2 separate regions of the Columba livia genome follow, and region 2 is linked to region 1. The links are chromatin contacts, called in public Hi-C maps. All regions are on one chromosome and are shown on one strand. The core of a region is the stretch at or near the end of the contact, and the rest is flanking DNA. Distances in the headings are between cores, read along the strand shown.

The links. A called contact is a pair of places that touch in the nucleus more often than the background predicts.
Region 2: a contact with region 1 is called in a Hi-C map of crop, with 1.4 times the contacts expected there. The contact joins the enhancer-like site here to the promoter of CD164L2 in region 1.

The regions. Positions count from the first base shown.
Region 1 is chr26:5,310,005-5,313,823 of bColLiv1.pat.W.v2, reverse strand. CD164L2 (CD164 molecule like 2) reads left to right here and starts at 2,030. Exons shown (of 6, transcript XM_065041942.1): 1 at 2,030-2,260. The coding sequence starts at 2,176. It overlaps GPR3 (G protein-coupled receptor 3), which reads right to left and starts at 720. Exons shown (of 2, transcript XM_065041941.1): 1 at 514-720.
Region 2 is chr26:5,358,561-5,362,613 of bColLiv1.pat.W.v2, reverse strand. No RefSeq gene overlaps it. Among named protein-coding and RNA genes, the nearest start is that of WASF2, 6.5 kb to the right of the region's middle. Within about 2 kb of position 1,678, at least 1 of the 3 cell types and tissues checked has an H3K27ac peak away from gene starts, as active enhancers do.

The DNA of each region.
Region 1 (3,819 bases), core at 781-3,280:
ACAAGGTGCTTTGGTTTTAATTCTTTTCAAAGCAAAGAAAAATAAATATACGAAGCGGGGCGGGGGGGAACCCCTGCTCTTCCGCTCCTGCCTTATCTGCTGGGGCTTGTGCACGGCGTGATTTTGGCGGATAAATGCAGGGGGGCAGCACCGGCCCCGCTTCACCCCCCACCCCCCCGAGAGCTTCGGGGATCCCAAGCAGCAGGTGAAGGGGGTGGCCCTGCCCTCCCGGAACCGACACCCCGCCGGGGAGGGAGGGGCGCCCTCCCGGCCCCGCCATGCGCCCCCCAACCGGGGGGACCCCAACTCGCCTTGGGGAGGTTCTGCCCCTCCTGGGGCACTCACAGGCAGCACAGCCCCCGGGGGGCGAGGTGGGGGGCACGGCTGCCCCTCGCCCTCCTTCCCATAGCCAAGTGGGGTCACACATCCTCCCGCTACCCCCCGATGTCCGTGTTCCCCTCTCCCCAGTGCCCCCCCGGTGTCCGTGTCCCCCCCCGGGTGCCAGGCACTCACCTGCCGGGATGCTCGGGCTGGGGTCCCGCTGCCATGGGCGCCGCCGAGTTATAGTGACCGAGCCCCGCCGGGGGGCTGGGGGTGCGGGGGGGTGACTCACCACCGTGCCCCCCCCCCAAGCCCCGTTCTCCCCGCTGTGACGTCAATGGCGCGTCGGAGCCAATCAGCGCCCCGAGAGGCAGAGCGGGCGCGCGCGCGCCGCATAGTAATCGCGCCGGGCATGGAGCAGCTCATTCATAAAAACAGCCCCCCCCCCCCCCCCCATCCCACGCCACCCCCGGGACACCCCCAGCCCGGGTCCCCCCGCCACGTCCTTGCAGAGGAGGGGGGAGCCGGCTTCCCTCGCCCCCCCTGGCAGAGATCTGGGGGCTCCGCTTTGCACGGTGGGCATGGAGGAGGCGGCTCGGAGGACAGCGTGGGGGACGAAGTTGGGTCCTCCTCCGCCCCCCGCACAGCCGGGCGTGCGCAGCCCCCACCTCCGCTTCAGGAGCGGGTCCCAGCGGGCCGACTTTCCCACGCGGGCCTGAATAATTCATCGCCCGGAGAACCGGGAAGGTCTGGCCCGGCCGGGGGCGCTGCGGGAAGAGTGGCTGGCAGGGAGCCCCCACCCTGGGGAAGGAGGAAGGGGAAGGCGTGCGCACCCCCGGGACCCTGCCGGGACTCTCCCCGCCCCGGTTCCTCGAAGCCCGGTGCGTTCCAGGGCTTCTCGAGCAACCTGCCCCCGCCAGGGTGTCAGGAGCCCCCGGTGCTCCCGGGCGGAGCTGCGGCCGCCCCAGCGGGGAACGGCCAGGGCTCCCGGCCCAGTTCGGCCCGGCCCGGTTCGGCCCGGCCGGAGCTGTTCGCGGTGCTGAACTCAGCCGCGACGGCCCCGGGTCCCGGTGGGGCCGCCCCCCCCCCCCGCATCTCCGCCGGCTGCGGCCGCGTCTCGGGAGGGGCCGGGACCGGCGGAGGAACTCGCTGCAGCCCGGGGAGGGGGCTGGGGGTGCGGGGGCTGGGGGGTGCGGCGGGGCGGCTGCGGTACGGGTGCGGTGCGCGTCGGGTGTGCGGACAGAGTAGGGGCAGTGCGTGCAGTGCGTGTGCGGTGTGCAGGGTGTTCGGCGGGCTGTGTGCATGCAGTGAGTGCAGTGAGCGCACGGTGTGCGGTGAGCGCACGGTGTGCGGTGCTCAGACAGTGTGCAGTGCGCGAAATGTCCGGGGCGTGCAATTCACACACAGTGTGCAGTGTGTGCGGTGTGTGCAGTGCAGGGTGTGCAGTGCACGCACAGTGTGCGGGGTGTGCGGTGTGTGCAGTGCAGGGTGTGCAGTGCAGGGTGTGCAGTGCAGCGGAGCAGGGCGTGCTGGGGGTGCAGTGCCTGGACCCCCGAGACCGGAGCAACCCCGTCTTTCCCAGGCCCGGGCAGAGCGCAGGCGGTGGGGGATGGAGGGGGGCGCGCACCCCGGAGCGGGACCCCGTCATGGACCGGGCCCCCCGGGGCGGGGCGGGACAAGGCGGGGCCGCCCCTCCCCGCCCCCCCCCCGCCCCCGGGGCCGCCTCCCGCGGGCGCGCATGTGCCCGTGCCTCCGCTCCGCTCTCCCGGGAGCTCCGCGGCGCCGCAGCCGACACCTCCCGCTGGGACCGGGCTGAGCTGAGCCTGGCTAAGTCGAGCGTAGCCGGGCCGGGCCATGGCCCCGCCGTGCACCGGGACGCTGCGCTGCGCGCTGCTGTGCGCGCTGCTGTGTGCGCAGGGGCCCGAACCCACCCGCGCAGGTACGGCCGGGGACGCGGGGGGCGCCCGGGGGCGGGGGGAACTTTGCCCGTGACCCCTTTTCCCGTGATGGGACCGGGAGAGCCCCGTTCCCTCGGCTGGCCCCGGTTTGGGGGGAGAAGGGTCCCTGTTCCTGCTCCCAACCGGGGGGGCTGGGACCCCCAGAGCCAGGAGGGGTGCCCTGAGCTGATGTGGGACAAATGGGGTGCAGGGTCTGGCTTCCTCTCCAAAAAGCGGAGGGAACTCGTGGTTTGTGGCGGTTTCTGTGCTGGGGGAGCAGGGAGTGGAGCCGTCACCTCCTGCCCGGGGTGCAACTCTGGGCATCAATTATGCAAACCCCAGGCTTGCCTCTGCTCCCCTTCTCCAACCCCCGCTGTTCACGGGAGACTTTTCCACCCTGACCCGTCCCACCGGGACCCACGCGTGTTCCTGGAGCACCCATCGGGACGGGGCTGCCCTCAGCCAGCCCCACTGCCCCCCGTTTGTTTCCTTCTCGCTCCTCACACCTGACGGCAGGAGCGGGAGTTGACAACGTTGGGCTCAAACGTCTGTTCCTGTGCCTGCTGCGATAAAAATAACTTAAATTATAAACCTGCCTGAAACCCTTGCGAACAAAGTCCTACTTTCCCATTGGTTCCCGGCAGGTCTCTAAATGCTGGAGGGGGGGCCCAGCGTCGTGCCCACCACGCCGTAGCCATGGCAATGGGTCTGCAGCATCCCGCCGCATGCCTTACACTACCTTTGCTTTCACTGTGGGGGCACCGGGGCAAGGAAGGGGCCTCTGGATTCAGCTGGATATGGCCTGAGCAGCCAGGAGGACCCTAAAAGCTGGGGGTGGGGTGGGCTGGAGGTGCCCACCCCAAAGGGATATGGTGTGGTGGGGAGCCCTCTGCAAAGCACTGCTGGTGGGGATGGGGCGCAGCAAAGCCAACCACAAGGCCAAGTTGGGTCCCTGTGTGGCCGAGACACATGGGGAGCCAGGCCAGGGGGGTCCCAGCCCCCAGCACCCTCCTGCGAGTCCTGCGGGGGTTGTGTGTCCCCTGAGAGCCTGGAGACGTGCCCAGGGTGGGGAACGGCTCTTGGCTCCGTCCCGGGATGGTGCAAACGCAGGCGTGGGACGCAGCGAGGAGCAGCAGGGCCCGGCCGCAGCTCGCTGTTGCAGCCTCCCTCGCTGCCAGGCAGCCTGTAAATTAATGATGAGCGTGGGGGGGGGAAGAGCTCATGGCAGAGCAGCTCCAGGAACGCCCAAGTGCCTCACTGCCATTGCCAGGGCAATGGGGAAAAGGGGATGTCCCATGGAATGGTTTGGAGGGGCAATGGGGCTTAAATAACCCCATTGGGGCTGCTGGGAGCAGCTGGGCTGGTGCTGCTGCCTTGTTTCTTTTAAGCCTCCACCAGAAGATCCAAGGCCGGAGGGGCCCTGTGGACCACTGTGGGTGATGGGGGGAGCCTGGGTGGCCGTGGGTGCTGTGGGGTGTCCCCTCTGCGGAGAGCTGGTGATGCTACAAACACCCACAGCTGGCTGGGACGGGTCTGTTAATGCATTTGGTGCTGTGAGAGG
Region 2 (4,053 bases), core at 429-2,928, 49 kb before region 1:
AATTTCCACCCCCCAGGAAGGTAAATCCTGCCTGCAGACACCGCCTGGCACGGCCGCATCTCGCCGGGCAGTGCCGGCTGCTCGGAGCACAGCTTGATTTTATTTATTTATTACATTTTTTTAAGACTCAATTAAATCTATCAAGCAGCGTGCGCCGTTTCTGAGCCTGAAAAGCCTGGTGATTGGGCTGATTGCTGGGGGTTTATCAGCACAGCCCAGCACCGCCGCCACTGCCAGGCCCGGCGCTCGCCGGGGTTTTGCCAGCAGAGCCGGCGTGGGGGGGTGGAGGTAAAATAAAGGGAGAAAAGCCTTCGAAATTTGGTGGGGAAATGGTTGGTTTGCTGCTTCTTGATTCTGTACAGCACTGGCTTATTGAAGGTGTCTGGGTGATGCTTGAGGGGACACCTGGGGCAGGTGCCCAGGGTGACATGGGGTGAATAGGGAGAGCCTGGTCTGTGGGTGCCTGGCTGTACCTGCCCGGCCACGCTGCTTCCTCGGGCTGGAAAATGGTGGTATTAATTAAGCAGCTTTGCTGGGAAGAGGTTTCTGGCCTCTGGTGGTGCTAACAATGCCGGAGCCGGCGATGGTGCTTGGAGCTGGGGATGGTGCGGGACGACGGGATGGAGGATGCTCCACATCCCGGGTACCGGCAGAGCAGTGACCCCAGAGCCGCAGTGACCCCGGAGCCACAGTGAACCAGAGCTTTGCCACGGGGAGTGCAGCTCATTGCGCCACTGCCGGGATCCGGCATGTGCCAGGAAAAGGCAGCTCTGCGGCCATTTCGACGTTTTTCCATTCCCTTGGAAACACGGCAGGAATTTGCCCTCCTCCCCCTGCCCAGCGCATGGGGACAGACCGGGGGGACAAGGCTGGGGAAATGCCCTGTTCCTGGCCATGTGGGGGCAGAGGACGGGGTGTGTGGGTGCACACGTGTTGCACACCCGCTCCCGGTTGCACCATCGCCCCAGCACAGGGAAGCACACGGGATGCCCGTGCCGGTGCCGAGCTCACACCAGCACCCAGCTCTGCCGCTGCCCATCGGCACCCGGAGAGGGGCGAGGGCCACGTCACCCACCCCAGCCCCACGGTTGGGGCCGGGGAGGCAGCGGCAGCACCCTGGAACTGCCCGAGGAGGTTTGGACACCCCCTTCTCCTTCAAATTAATGGCTGTGCCGTGAAGAAAATTGAAGCCATTATTCTTAGCTCGCATCCTTTATACCCACCAACTTCAACCACTTGACATGCTAATCACAAGCTAACGAGGAAGGGAGGCGATTTCCCACGTCAGACCTGCAATCCACTGCATCTGGCAGCCGGGGTGGGGAGCATCTTGTGGCGGGGGGGCCCCGGCACCCCATCCCAATGCCAGCACCCCATCCCAACACCGGCACCCAGCCGTCACCCCAGCCCTTCCCACCATGAGCACCCTGGCAAACAGCCCCTTTTGCAGCCCCCCACGTCTACAGGGGCCGCTGCCCCGCCCAGGACAGCCAGGGAGGGGACCTGGGGTGCTGGCGATGCCCCAGGCCTGCTGTGCCGTGTCCCCTCCGCGGGCTCAGCCTCCCGCGCCGGCAGCGGGGGCGGCGCAGAGCCCAGCTGGAGCACCAGACCACCCCGGCTATTCCCAGAGGAAGAGCCAGGCCCTGGGAAGATATTTCCACCCCCCAGCCCTGTCCCCGCTCCATCCTCCACCGCAGCTCGGGCTCCCCGTGCGCCCCGCGTCCAGCTGAGCCCCGGCGCGCTCGGCGCACCCGCCGCAGGGCCCGTCCCCAGCCACCCCGCGCTGGATGCGACCCAGCTGCCGGCCGGGCAGAAAGCTCTGGAGTCCATTAACATTCCCTCGAGCGATCTAATCCCCCTCTCTGCCCTGGCTCTGGCTTTTTACTTGGTTTTAATCAAGCCCAGCCTGGCGCCTTTTAAATCACCGGGGCGGATGGCACCCGCTCCCGCGCGGCACACGGGTGCTGTGGGTGCCGGCGCGGAGGGGGCGGCGGGGGCCGGGGGGGCAGAGCGTTTGCAGAGGTCTCCACTCTCCAGTAATTTCAAAAGGCGTTTTGGAGCCGGAGGAGCTGAGCTCAGCAGAGCAGGGGCCAGGAAAGCCAGGGAATAAAAGCAAAGGGGTTGTTATTAATATTTGCTGGATGATGATGGTGTGTGGGGGGGTGGGCTGTGTGCCCACCCCGTGGTGAAAGGGCACACTGGGGTCCCTGTGAAGGGAGGGGGATTTGGCAGCCGGACGCCTGGGTTCCTTCCTGGCACCCCGTGATGGAGTGGGGGGTGCGGGATCTGTGCCAGCACCCTGGGGACCCTGGCTGCTCCTAAACCAAAGCGTAGGGCACAGCTGGGGGGTGTCAGGGGGCACTCCGGCCCCACCTGGGGTGGAGGCACCCGGGGGATTCCCATGGGGACCAGAAGGGCGGGAGGGGAGGGCACCCATGGGGCTCAGTCTCCAGGGACTTCACCATGTCCCTGAGCAGGAGCCTGGGGGGGAAGTGTCCCCAGGTGGGGTCCCAAACATGTCCCCTTTGGGGAAGGGGCAACTGGGGGCTCTGTGGGGTCTTGGTGGCCGTGCCCCATGGGAAGGAGTGATGCTGAGATCCCCCCAGGCTGGCAGTGGGGCTGGAGGGGGCTCTGGGGGTGCTGGGGAGGGCAGGGGGGCCAAGTGGCAGCATGTGGGGTTTTGGTGGGCAGAGCGTGAGCCGAAGCATCGGTTGTCGCGGGGCCCTGGCGGTGCGAGTTATCAGCGGCGGCAGAAGCACCGGTGCTTCCCGGCCGGGTGTGCGCCGGCTCCTCGGGGACGGATTAAGGGGATTATGTTATTATTTGTTATCACTGAGGGGGAAGAAAAAAAGGAAGAAACCTCCTTTGCTAGGGAACTCTGCTGAATTGGAGCAGAGATTCACCCCCCGTCTGGGCTGGACTGGGACTGGGAAAGGGACAGGGACTGAGATGGGGACTGGGACTGGGACTGGGACAGGGACAGGGACTGGAACTGGGACTGAGACAGGGACTGGGGCTGGGAAAGGGACAGGGACTGGGACTGAGACTGGGACTGAGACAGGGACTGGGGCTGGGGCTGGGATTGGGACTGGGACTGAGACAGGGACTGGGACTGGGATTGGTACTGGGACTGGGACTGGGATTGGGACTGGGACAAGGACTGGGACTGGGAAAGGGACAGGGACAGGGACTGGAACTGGAACTGGGACTGAGACAGGGACTGGGATTGGGACTGAGACAGGGACTGGGGCTGGGACGGGGAAAGGGACAGGGACAGGGACTGGGACTGGGACTGAGACAGGGACTGGGGCTGGGGCTGGGATTGGGACTGGGACTGGGACTGGGACTGGGACTGGGGCTGGGATTGGTACTGGGACTGGGATTGGGACTGGGATGGCTCCTGCAGGCACTGGGGCTGCCCCTGCCCGGAATGGGGGTCTGGGGGGGCTGCCAGGGGAGCACAGTGGGGTGACACAAGGCCACCGGGTCCCTGGGGAGCCACCTCGCCTGCAAGCCACATGTGGGACACAGTTTTGGAGGTTTTTGCTCTGCCCGGAGCAGAGGAAATGGCAGCTCTTCTTCAGTCCCCTGGGACGGTGGGGACCGTCGCCCCCGTGGGGACATGGTGACACCCCAGCTCTGGGGGGACTGTCCCTGTGGTTTGGTGTGGGGAGTGACGCTGTGCCCCAGGGGTGCTGAGAGCCACCTCGAGTGCAGCTGGCAAGGGTGAGCTCGTGACCGTGGTTTTCCATCTCCCCTGGCCATGGTGGGGGGGGTCTTGGAGGTTTGCAGGGGCAGGAGCTCAGGCTGACAGCGCAGACAGGGGTTTTGTGCCTCCCCTGGCACCAGGATGAGGGTGAGTGCCCTTGGTGACACTCCAGCATCCCCAGAGGATGGGGACAATCTTGGCTGTTGTCCCCCCCTCTTTCACCCTCCCAGGTAACCAGCTCCCAGCCCTGGGCCGCAGGGTGACAAATGGAGCTGCTGGGGGAGCTGAGCCTGATGCGGCCTTCCTCGCCTCGTCTGCCGCCTTCACCCTCCTCCTGCAGTTGC